Linked DNA regions of Rattus norvegicus: region 1 is linked to region 2. Evidence: chromatin contacts called from public Hi-C data. All regions are on one chromosome and are shown on one strand. Each heading gives the region's core, a stretch centred on a gene start, on an enhancer-like site or on the middle of the called end of the contact. The rest is flanking DNA. Distances are from core to core; before and after follow the strand shown. Region 1 holds the start of Rgma (repulsive guidance molecule BMP co-receptor a). Region 2 has its middle 41 kb from the start of Rgma.

Region 1 (4,529 bases), core at 315-2,814, 41 kb before region 2:
TGCCCGATCCCTGAACCAGATGCGGGCGTAGGGGGTGGCGGACGACAAAGGCAAGTGACAGTTTTGCTAGGAGAACCCAAAACTACACAAAGAGGGGAATGGAAGTCCTGGAGGTGAGGTCTTGACTCTAATACAATTCGCCATTCGGTCCCTGGAGCTAAGCCCCAGGCATCGAGGCTCTACAGGATGGTAAGGAGCACTTGAGAACTAGTCTTTCTGGAGACGGGTTGGCTAGTTCCCATCTCTGCATCTCAGGCGAACTTTGAGGACGCCCAACTTTTCGGCTTGCGAGGAAGGTACAGATCACCATTTCCGCTAGATGGCGATATTTCCCCGAATCCATCCGCCTCAAGACACCCAATTTATAAAATAAATACAATCCAACGCCTTCCGAAACCACACCACATAATAACAGCACACAGGCTCCCATTAAAATCTCAGTCTCGGGAAATTGACTCTCCCCCCGAGAAAATCTAATGCAACTATACTTTAATAAGATGCAATCGAGAGTTGCATCCAAGCGTCTTTCATATTTGCACCGGCCCCCCAATACACCTGTCCCTCTTCCCTAGTTATACTCAGGGATGAGCCATGGCTCAAGTCAGGCGCTGAGTCCTCGCGGTGCCTTGCCTTCCTCTTAGGAACGTCGGACCTTTTGGGACTCTCACCCCTTAGCACCCACCCCAAGTCTGGCACACCGGACGCTCCTAGACAAGGGTCACTCACACTGTACAATGTCGACACCCCGCAACCCCCGGCAGGTGCGTTCATTTCTAGCCTCTGCAATCCTGGCCTGGATGAAGCGAGCGAATCGGGCTTCAGGGTGGGTGAGAGGGATGACCAGATGTGTCAAGAGCTCTGTGGGTCGAGGGGGCTCTCGCCCTAGGAGGAGGTGGCCGCGCAGGAGAGAGCTCCAGGCCGGTACACAGCGGGTGGGACAGGCACCGAGTCTGTCCAGCCACGCGCAACGCCTGCTGCCCGCAGGGCAGCATTTTAGGGGGAAAAAAAAAAGAAAAAAAACCACCAAACCACAAAACTTTCCTGCTGCCAAGAGCGAAGGCGATTCATCTGAGGCAAAGACCTAAGTGTGTGAGATGAGACACCGGGTTGAGGAGTCACTGATCATGAGGTGGCTGAGCGCAAGTGTCCGCAGCGCCTTGGGGACCTCAGGACCCCGTGCCCCTCGGTCCACGCTTACCTTGGCGGCTGCATGAGCCCCTCCAGCCCGCGGGGGGTTGGCACTGGCGGGGCTGCGCGCGAAGACCAGGTGTAGGGCGGTCGCTCGTGGGGCCCTGGGTGAGGTGGGAGGGGCACGGCTGGAGCTGATCCCCTCAGCTCCGCGGACTCAGTAGCGGCCCGGGGCACTCCGCCTGCTCCCCGGCTGCATGCCTGCGAGCGCCTGGAGGAGCGGGCCTCAGGAGCGGCCCGCTGGCCAGTGCTTCCCGGGCGCAGGGCTCGGGCGGCGCAGCTTGTACTTCCGAGAAGCCTGCAGAGTAGGGCGGCCCGGGCTAACCTGCTGCCTCGCCCGGCCTGTCGCCGCCACCGCCACCGCTGAGCGCGGCGTCGCGAGGTTCGTTTGCGCGCGGCAGGGAGGGGGCGGGCCCGGCGCCCCGGGAGCGGGCGGGGGGCGAGCGCGGGCGGGGCGGAGGGAGGGGCGGGAGAGGTGGGGTCTGGGTTCCAAAGGCTCCGCCCCGTCGCGGTCCCACCCTTGCTGATCCGCGCTAGTGGGTGTGTGAGGACCTGGGGGTGTGCCTGCCAAAAAGCGCACACTTCCCCGCGGGCTCACGATCCCAAGGTGGGAGCAGCAAGTGCAGCGACCCTCCCTCCCGCTAACGTATTCAACTTTCCTAACCCTGGGCAAGATGGCTTGGAATCCACGTTTTCAACCTGGGGGCCTACGGTGGTTAGAGGTTTCTAATCGTGGATAAATATTGACATCTGCCGAGACCCACCTTTTTTCTATAAGGATTTTACTCTTGTTTAAGAATCTTATTGGAAAAAATAAATAATATGTATATTGCATGTAGAGTGCGCGAATACACTCGACTAAAATTACAGGCAGAGTCTGGAGTAAAAAGACTGTCTCGCACGCCCTCCCATTGCGGTCCAGCTTCAGAGGTAACCTCCGGTCACAGCGTCTCCCTCCCACCCCCACCTCGCACACACCCGCCCCGCCCCCTCCTCGCATAGATTGCCAGAGGAAACTCCCCGGCTTCTCAAAAGGATTCTTCATGCAACTCACACACACAGTGGAGAGCACAGCCAGCCGCTAGCGGCTCATCTCTGGGTCTCACCCCAACGCCACGTATAGGTCTGAAACTCTAGCTGGGGTGTGAAGTCAGCCGGGACACGCAGCTCACACTCAAATTAGCACTGAACATTTTAGCTGCCAGGATATTTTATACAGGGTTATGACCTGATCGTCTCTTAATCTGAACCAAGCGCTGGAATTTTGATAGGATGAGAACTCTGTTTAATGAAAAGGTATCGTCAGTATTAAGACCCTCATCGTTATTTATGATCTTAAGGGATGCGGTTTTGAACTCAATGTTCTGCATTTTACTGGCCAAATGAATTCGGATAATCTATAACTGAGCTATAAATAAGCTCCGTGTGTTTTTAGCAGGAAGGGATTGGGCGTTGGCCCCTTTCTATAATTAGCCCCGACCTTGGACAAATCTTTTAGGTCTTTTGAGCCTCAGTTTCCTTGTCTATAAATAAGGAAGTGTGTGTGTGTGTGTGTGTGTGTGTGTGTGTGTGTGTGTGTGTGTGAGAGAGAGAGAGAGAGAGAGAGAGAGAGAGAGAGTGAGTTTGCATTTCCTTTTCATATATTCCATCATCCTATGCCTGGGGACACTCCCCCAACCCAATCCCCAATCCTCAAATCCCAGGGGTTGTTTTTCTCAGCTCTGACATCAATGTGTAATTACACCTTTATCTGTGGCCTTCTCATCATACTTAAGTGATCAGGAACCACTCCTTGGGCTCATCGTGCCATCCTCAGCATCCAGGAGAGCCTGGTGTAGAACAGAGGCAGAATAATTGTTATCACTTGGGTCATCCCCGCACCCCTTGTACCCCTTGTTTTTAAAATGCTCTTTGGACGGGCCCAACATTTCACAATATAGACCTAATTTTCAAAAGTCACTGTTAGAAAGTAGTCAATAGGTTTTTCTCTTTTGGGGGTACAAACAACCCACTTCCTAGACCAAGAGGGTTTAATCTCAGTTCAAGCTTGGGTCAGTGGAGAAAGCCAGCCAGAGTTATTTACCTTGGTGAGTGTGGCCAGTGAAGACAAGGAATATTAATGCCACTCATTCCATACACGATTGCCACAGAATTCTCTGCACAGGCAGCTTAAATACGCCCATAAGCACCGACTTTAAATAAGGCCATGCACGGGTGTGTTGAGTGTGTCAATAAGAACTGTGCATGGCTTCAAGAACAACCTAGAAACATTCCTAATCTAAACCTCCAGGGAACTTTTCTTTTTCTTTTAACCCTGAATTCCTTAGGAACAGGAAATAGGCTAATTTGGGTTTTTGTTTGTTTGAATACAGAGGTAGCAAACTTGGACTTGGAAGTCACAGGTATATTTGTAGTAGATTTTCCTCCTCCCCCTCCTCCCCTTCCTCCTCCCTCTCCTCTTCCCCCTCCTCCCTTTTGGTTTATCTGTGTAACCAACGCTGCCCTGGATTTTGCTCTAGGCAGCAGGCTAGCCTCGAACGCAGAGATTTGCATACCTCTCTGCCTTCCGAGTGCTAGGATTAAAGGCGTGCGCCACCACACCGGACCCCAGTTTCTCATCTGATACACAGAACAGCAGAGGGAGGGTTAAAAATGTGGCTTCATAGAAAGACAGCTGAGGCTTCTACCCCTTCCAGACCACTCTTTCCTTCCTTTTGTGAGAAGAAAGGTTTGTTCCCAGCGGAGAGGCCGGTCGCCAGCTTGCCCTCGCTGCAGCGGTTAGGTGAGAGAAGAGTCAACGGCTGGCGAGAAGTGTCCCGCGTTGGCGCAACCGGGAGGCGGTTCTCCTCCGAGCACCACGCCAGCGGGCGGGAAAGCTGGCAAAGATCCCGGGGTGTGGAGCAATTTGCTGTTTCTGTCTGTTGCAAATGAGTGGTGGCACCTGCTGGGGGAGAAGGCAACCTCAGGAAGTGAATTCAAGATGAGTAAAGGAAAGATTCCTTCTTGCCTGATTGACAAAACAGGCACATGGCAGGGCCATCTCTTCCGGCTCGGAGTACCCTACTTCGCTATCTTTTTTGATAAATTCGAGTTCAGAGTTGTAGAAATGTAGGTCGGGACTCTGTACCGAGTCAGAACCCTCCCAAAACCCAGCTAAGAGAGCCACTCTGGTCACCCCTGGCCCTAGTGACACCACGGAAGGCAACAGGTGCTGGGAACTTGCCCTTTTAGGGTATTGTGTTAAACACTTATTTCACCATCAGGCCCTGGGCTGGACCCTGCATGGAAATCCAGATTGCAAAACCATCTTTGCTCTTAGGCACCTGTAGTGGAAAACAAGA
Region 2 (4,206 bases), core at 269-2,768:
CCTGGGGGTGATGGATTGCAGCGTGCCCTGACGCTGGGCCTCCGAGAGACAGAGTTTGCGCGCTGCATCTAATGAGTACTCTCTCCTGAGCCAGCTGGAGACAAAAGCTTTCAGAAGATCCGTGAGGCCAGTGAGGGAAGGTTTTATTTCCCTATGTACGTTTTCACCCAGTGGGATCCTGCAGGAAGACTGGAGCAAAATTTATCTTAAAAAAAGAAAAAAAAAAAGAATACCCTGATTGTGAAGCAGAGAATACTTTTTTAGCAAAGCTGAAAGTTTTAGAGACAAATCTCATTTTGTCTCTAAAGGAGGCTCTCACTCAGCAAACCTTCGTTAGATGTGCTGTCAGTTGCTCGTCGAGGGAGAGCTGGATGAGGAAGGTGTCAGCCAACCCGACCGTAAACGGTCATCTTTATGACTCGACAAAGGGGACCTTGGGAAATAGCTAGAGCGTCATCTGTGAGTGTAAGAACCATTTCCCTGAAGTTCTTTTGCCCGTCAGGAAACCACACCATACTGTGCTCTCTGCACTGTGGCCTATTTCCACTTTATGTAAAATGCTAGCTTTTTACCAGAGCTGATCAGGTTTGCAATGGACCAAAGTGCACGATAGTTGTGTCTTCTTTGATTGATGTGTGGGGTATTGGGTGCAATTTCAAGAGCTAGGAGGGTGGAGAGAGAACCAGGGTATGAAACACCATGTAGAATGTAGAGAGGGTGGTTTCAGAACTCTTGCTATGAATGGCTATTAAAAAAGAGAGAGAGATGTGTCTACAAGGTTGGGGTTTCTTGATTCTGTCGTCTGGTCAGAGTCTGCTTGGGCTGCACTGGGGCTCTAGAGGCAGCATTGAGAGGCCGATGTCATAGGCTAAGATGCTCGCAGGAGGCCATGTGGACAGCATGCTTTGGCTAGTAGAGAGCATGCAGGAGGTCCAGTAAAATGTGATTTGGATGGCCAACTTTCAGAAAAATTGATGTGGTTCTAGAAGGATGTTGCAAAGCATGGGGTGTGTAGTTTTTGGGACTAAGAAAAGACACAAGAGACTGGGAACATAGGTGGCTACAGGATGGGATGTGGCAAGGGACAGGAGCTGACATGGGTAAGCCTTCTTATATTTGTGGAGGAACCTCTCTGGTAGTCTAACTACTGCCTAAGGCTATTAGTCCACACAGAGCCCTTCCGTTAGTTTAGGGAAGTCTGTGTGCAGAGAATGCATGCTGCACTGCTGGCTAGCAGATCCATCACTTGATGGCTTGTGAAAGGCCCATCCACCTCTTAGCTCATGGCTGTGGGGACGGTGTTACCACTTATGGCAAAGAATACACAGGGAAGAGTTGTACCACTCTCTCCCTGCAGCCTTTGAAATCAGGGGTCACTTGGGCCTCATGACTTCTCTGGAAAGCCCTGTTTGGGGATGTTGAAAAACAGGATGCCCGTGGAGATGAAGCTTGGAGAGAGGCTGTGCTCATAGCCACCTGTCCCTGGGCCTTGCCTTGGAAGGTGACCAGCCTTTGGCAAAGAACTGCTTGCTGATAGCTTTGGGGCTTGGCTCCAGGCTCTTGTCTCCTGAGTGCTGACAGAGAAAAGATCCCTGGGCTTCCTTCAGTTTGGGTCCTGCCAAGGAGTTGGGATGACCTTAATTGACCTCAGAGAGCAGTCTTCCTGAGACCACTGGCCTTGGATTTGTCTCTAGTGCTGGGGCCCACTGGCTGGTTTCACTGTGGTTCTCAGGGATCAAGTTTCTTTTAAAGCCTTTATCCATCCTCCACTGCCCCAGAGCCTCAAACTTGCCTTTTTAGGGCAGAACATCTGTGATGATCCAGGAGTCTGCTGAGATCATGAGCTTATGTATTTGAATCTGAGACAATCTCAGGTCCTCATTATTTATGGACGATTCCGGTTATAGGCTATTCTTTCTGAGCTAGACTTAGCATTGAATAGGAAAATCCAGGACAGTGCGTGAATCAGGGCTGCCGGACACTGACTGCCTCTTTATATAAAGACAGGTGTGTTATCCTCACTTGGAATGGGACTCCATCCCCCAAAGCTGGAAATCAGTGGTCCCTGTGCATCTGCTCCCAGAGGAAAGCTGTCCTTTCCTCCGAGCGTTATTAATGTGATTTGTAGCTGGCATGTTTATGGGGTTGGCGGGTGCGAAGGATGTGCAGTGATAAGTCCAAGCTGTCTTTAGAGGAGACATCACAATTGGGTCCTGGCTTCCCATAAATGGCAGGCTTTTTCCTTTCCATACAACCCCTAGTAGTCAGGGCGAATCCTAACCTTTCTTCTTATTTGTAAAAGCAATCCATGCTTGTAGAGAAAATCACAACAAAAAAGATTAGAAATGACAAATCCTGCCGGCCCTACTGGCCCTCCTACCAGCCTGCTGACCGACAACTCCCATGCCACGTGGCAGAGCTGTGAAGGCCGCCTTCTTTTGCAGATCTCAGCAACCTCTGAGTTAGGAAAAATCTAGTCACTTCAATAATTCAGTTTCAAGGTCAACCAAAGCCCACTTTTCTTCTTCTACACAGCCTGTGCCGAACCCTCTGGCTCACAGGCCTTGCTGCGTTCCTCTTATGAGAAAGGCAGTCCTCCATCCAGTACGGGAAGAGGGAAGGCATGGCTTTCTGTTTTCCTCTGGGATAGGGCTGATGCCACGCCTACTTCTGGCTATTGGTCTATCTGTGTGGCAGGTCTGTAAGGGTGGAAGCCAGTGCGGTGTCATCTGCTGGCTCACACGGCATATGGCTCTGTGGATCACCGTGAGAATGGCTGCACTGATAGACACTTGGACCCCAACTGTGCCTTGAGCTATCGTGCAGCTCCTTCCCCCATCCCCACCCCCCACCCCAGATCGCTTACAATGACAAACTGAGGTTCCTGGATCCCTGGAGCAACTGTCATTTGGAGAATGAGCACCTGTCTGTCAAAGGGCGGAGAGGGCTACCTTGAAATGAGGAAGCATGTCTGATCATGATCAGGTGGGCGGGTGCTGGAGGGAACACAGGCAAGGTTCTCCTTCCAATTACGTATGCATCTCCTAACATGGCTTCTTGGGGCTGTTTCTGGCAGAGAGTAATGGCATAGAAGTAAGTGAAATCGGGTAAGGTTCAAACCTGGATCCAGAATTTTCTAGTTGTGTGATCAATCATTTGATTTATTTATTTTTTATTTTTTAGAACCCTGTTTATTCTTTTGTAACAAGAGAGAGGGAAATGAGGAAAGTACTATTATGAGGGTTGTTTTAGAATTCCAGGTGGCCTTGGCAACGGAACAGGTGCTTCCCTGGTGCTCGGGCAGGATCTGTGTCTGCTCTATGATATCCTTAATATGTGGAGTTCCCTGGGAACGCATTGCTCTTTCCCGTGGCTTTGCCTGGGGGATGAGTGTTCATACAGGCTGGGCACCAGGTTAACAGATTTATATAAATTAACTCATATCAGAAGCTATGTGCAATTATCTTCTCCATGTGTATTTCATTTTTTTTTTCCAGAAAAGGAAACAAAAGCACAGAGAGGTTAACACTTTGTCCAAAGCCCACCTATCAATGGTGAGCCTACAGCTTGAAGGGAGATGACTCTACTTTAGAGCCAGTGCCCCAGGCTCTGTCCTAGTGATGTCACCACTGACATCACTAGGTAAAAAGGAAGTATTTTTGTCATCTTGAAATCCAGCACCTCACAGCTCAAGAACTACGGTTTTTCCTGACTCCATATTTCTGAATCTGGTTGTAGGCGGTGGAAGAGAGATGAAACGTTGCTGTGTTTCCTTTGAATCCACACAGGCTTCCTCCTCTCACATAGCGAAGCCCTGTGCCGGCCACTATGCTCGGCACCCACGAGGCTCCATGGGAAGCTGATGTGTGCATAATTTCTCCTATGACTTCAGCAGATCGTCTTCCACTCATACCCAGGTCCTTGATTTTGTTTGCTTGCTTGCTCCTGAATGTTCCCAGTTATAGCCCTGGCAAGTTGTCTGAGATGGATCCCTCTGAGGGACCTGCCCTGTTCCCCCACAGGGGCTTCCGAGGGGGCAGGCTCCATTTCCCACAGTCCCTCCCAGCTTGGCTCTGGCCTGTGGCCTGGTTTCCCCCAGGCAGATCTACCTCTTGGGATTTGGAAGCGGCAAGTGGATAGCAGGAGGCAGGGCTGTGTTTTCACTGGGCCTACGGGACTGTGGGAGCTTTGGGTTTCCCTATGACA

The links. Hi-C and Micro-C count contacts between places; a contact is called where the count stands out from the background.
Region 1: a Hi-C map of psoas muscle shows a contact between it and region 2, with 3 times the contacts expected there. The contact joins the promoter of Rgma here to the enhancer-like site in region 2. A contact is called at or near these places in 3 of 12 Hi-C or Micro-C datasets (frontal cortex, prefrontal cortex and psoas muscle).

What each region holds. Positions count from the first base shown.
Region 1 is chr1:136,535,817-136,540,345 of GRCr8, reverse strand. It overlaps Rgma (repulsive guidance molecule BMP co-receptor a), which reads right to left and starts at 1,564. Exons shown (of 4, transcript NM_001107524.1): 1 at 1,199-1,564. The coding sequence starts at 1,212.
Region 2 is chr1:136,495,478-136,499,683 of GRCr8, reverse strand. No RefSeq gene overlaps it. Among named protein-coding and RNA genes, the nearest start is that of Rgma, 41 kb to the left of the region's middle. Within about 2 kb of position 1,518, at least 5 of the 93 cell types and tissues checked have an H3K27ac peak or open chromatin away from gene starts, as enhancers often do.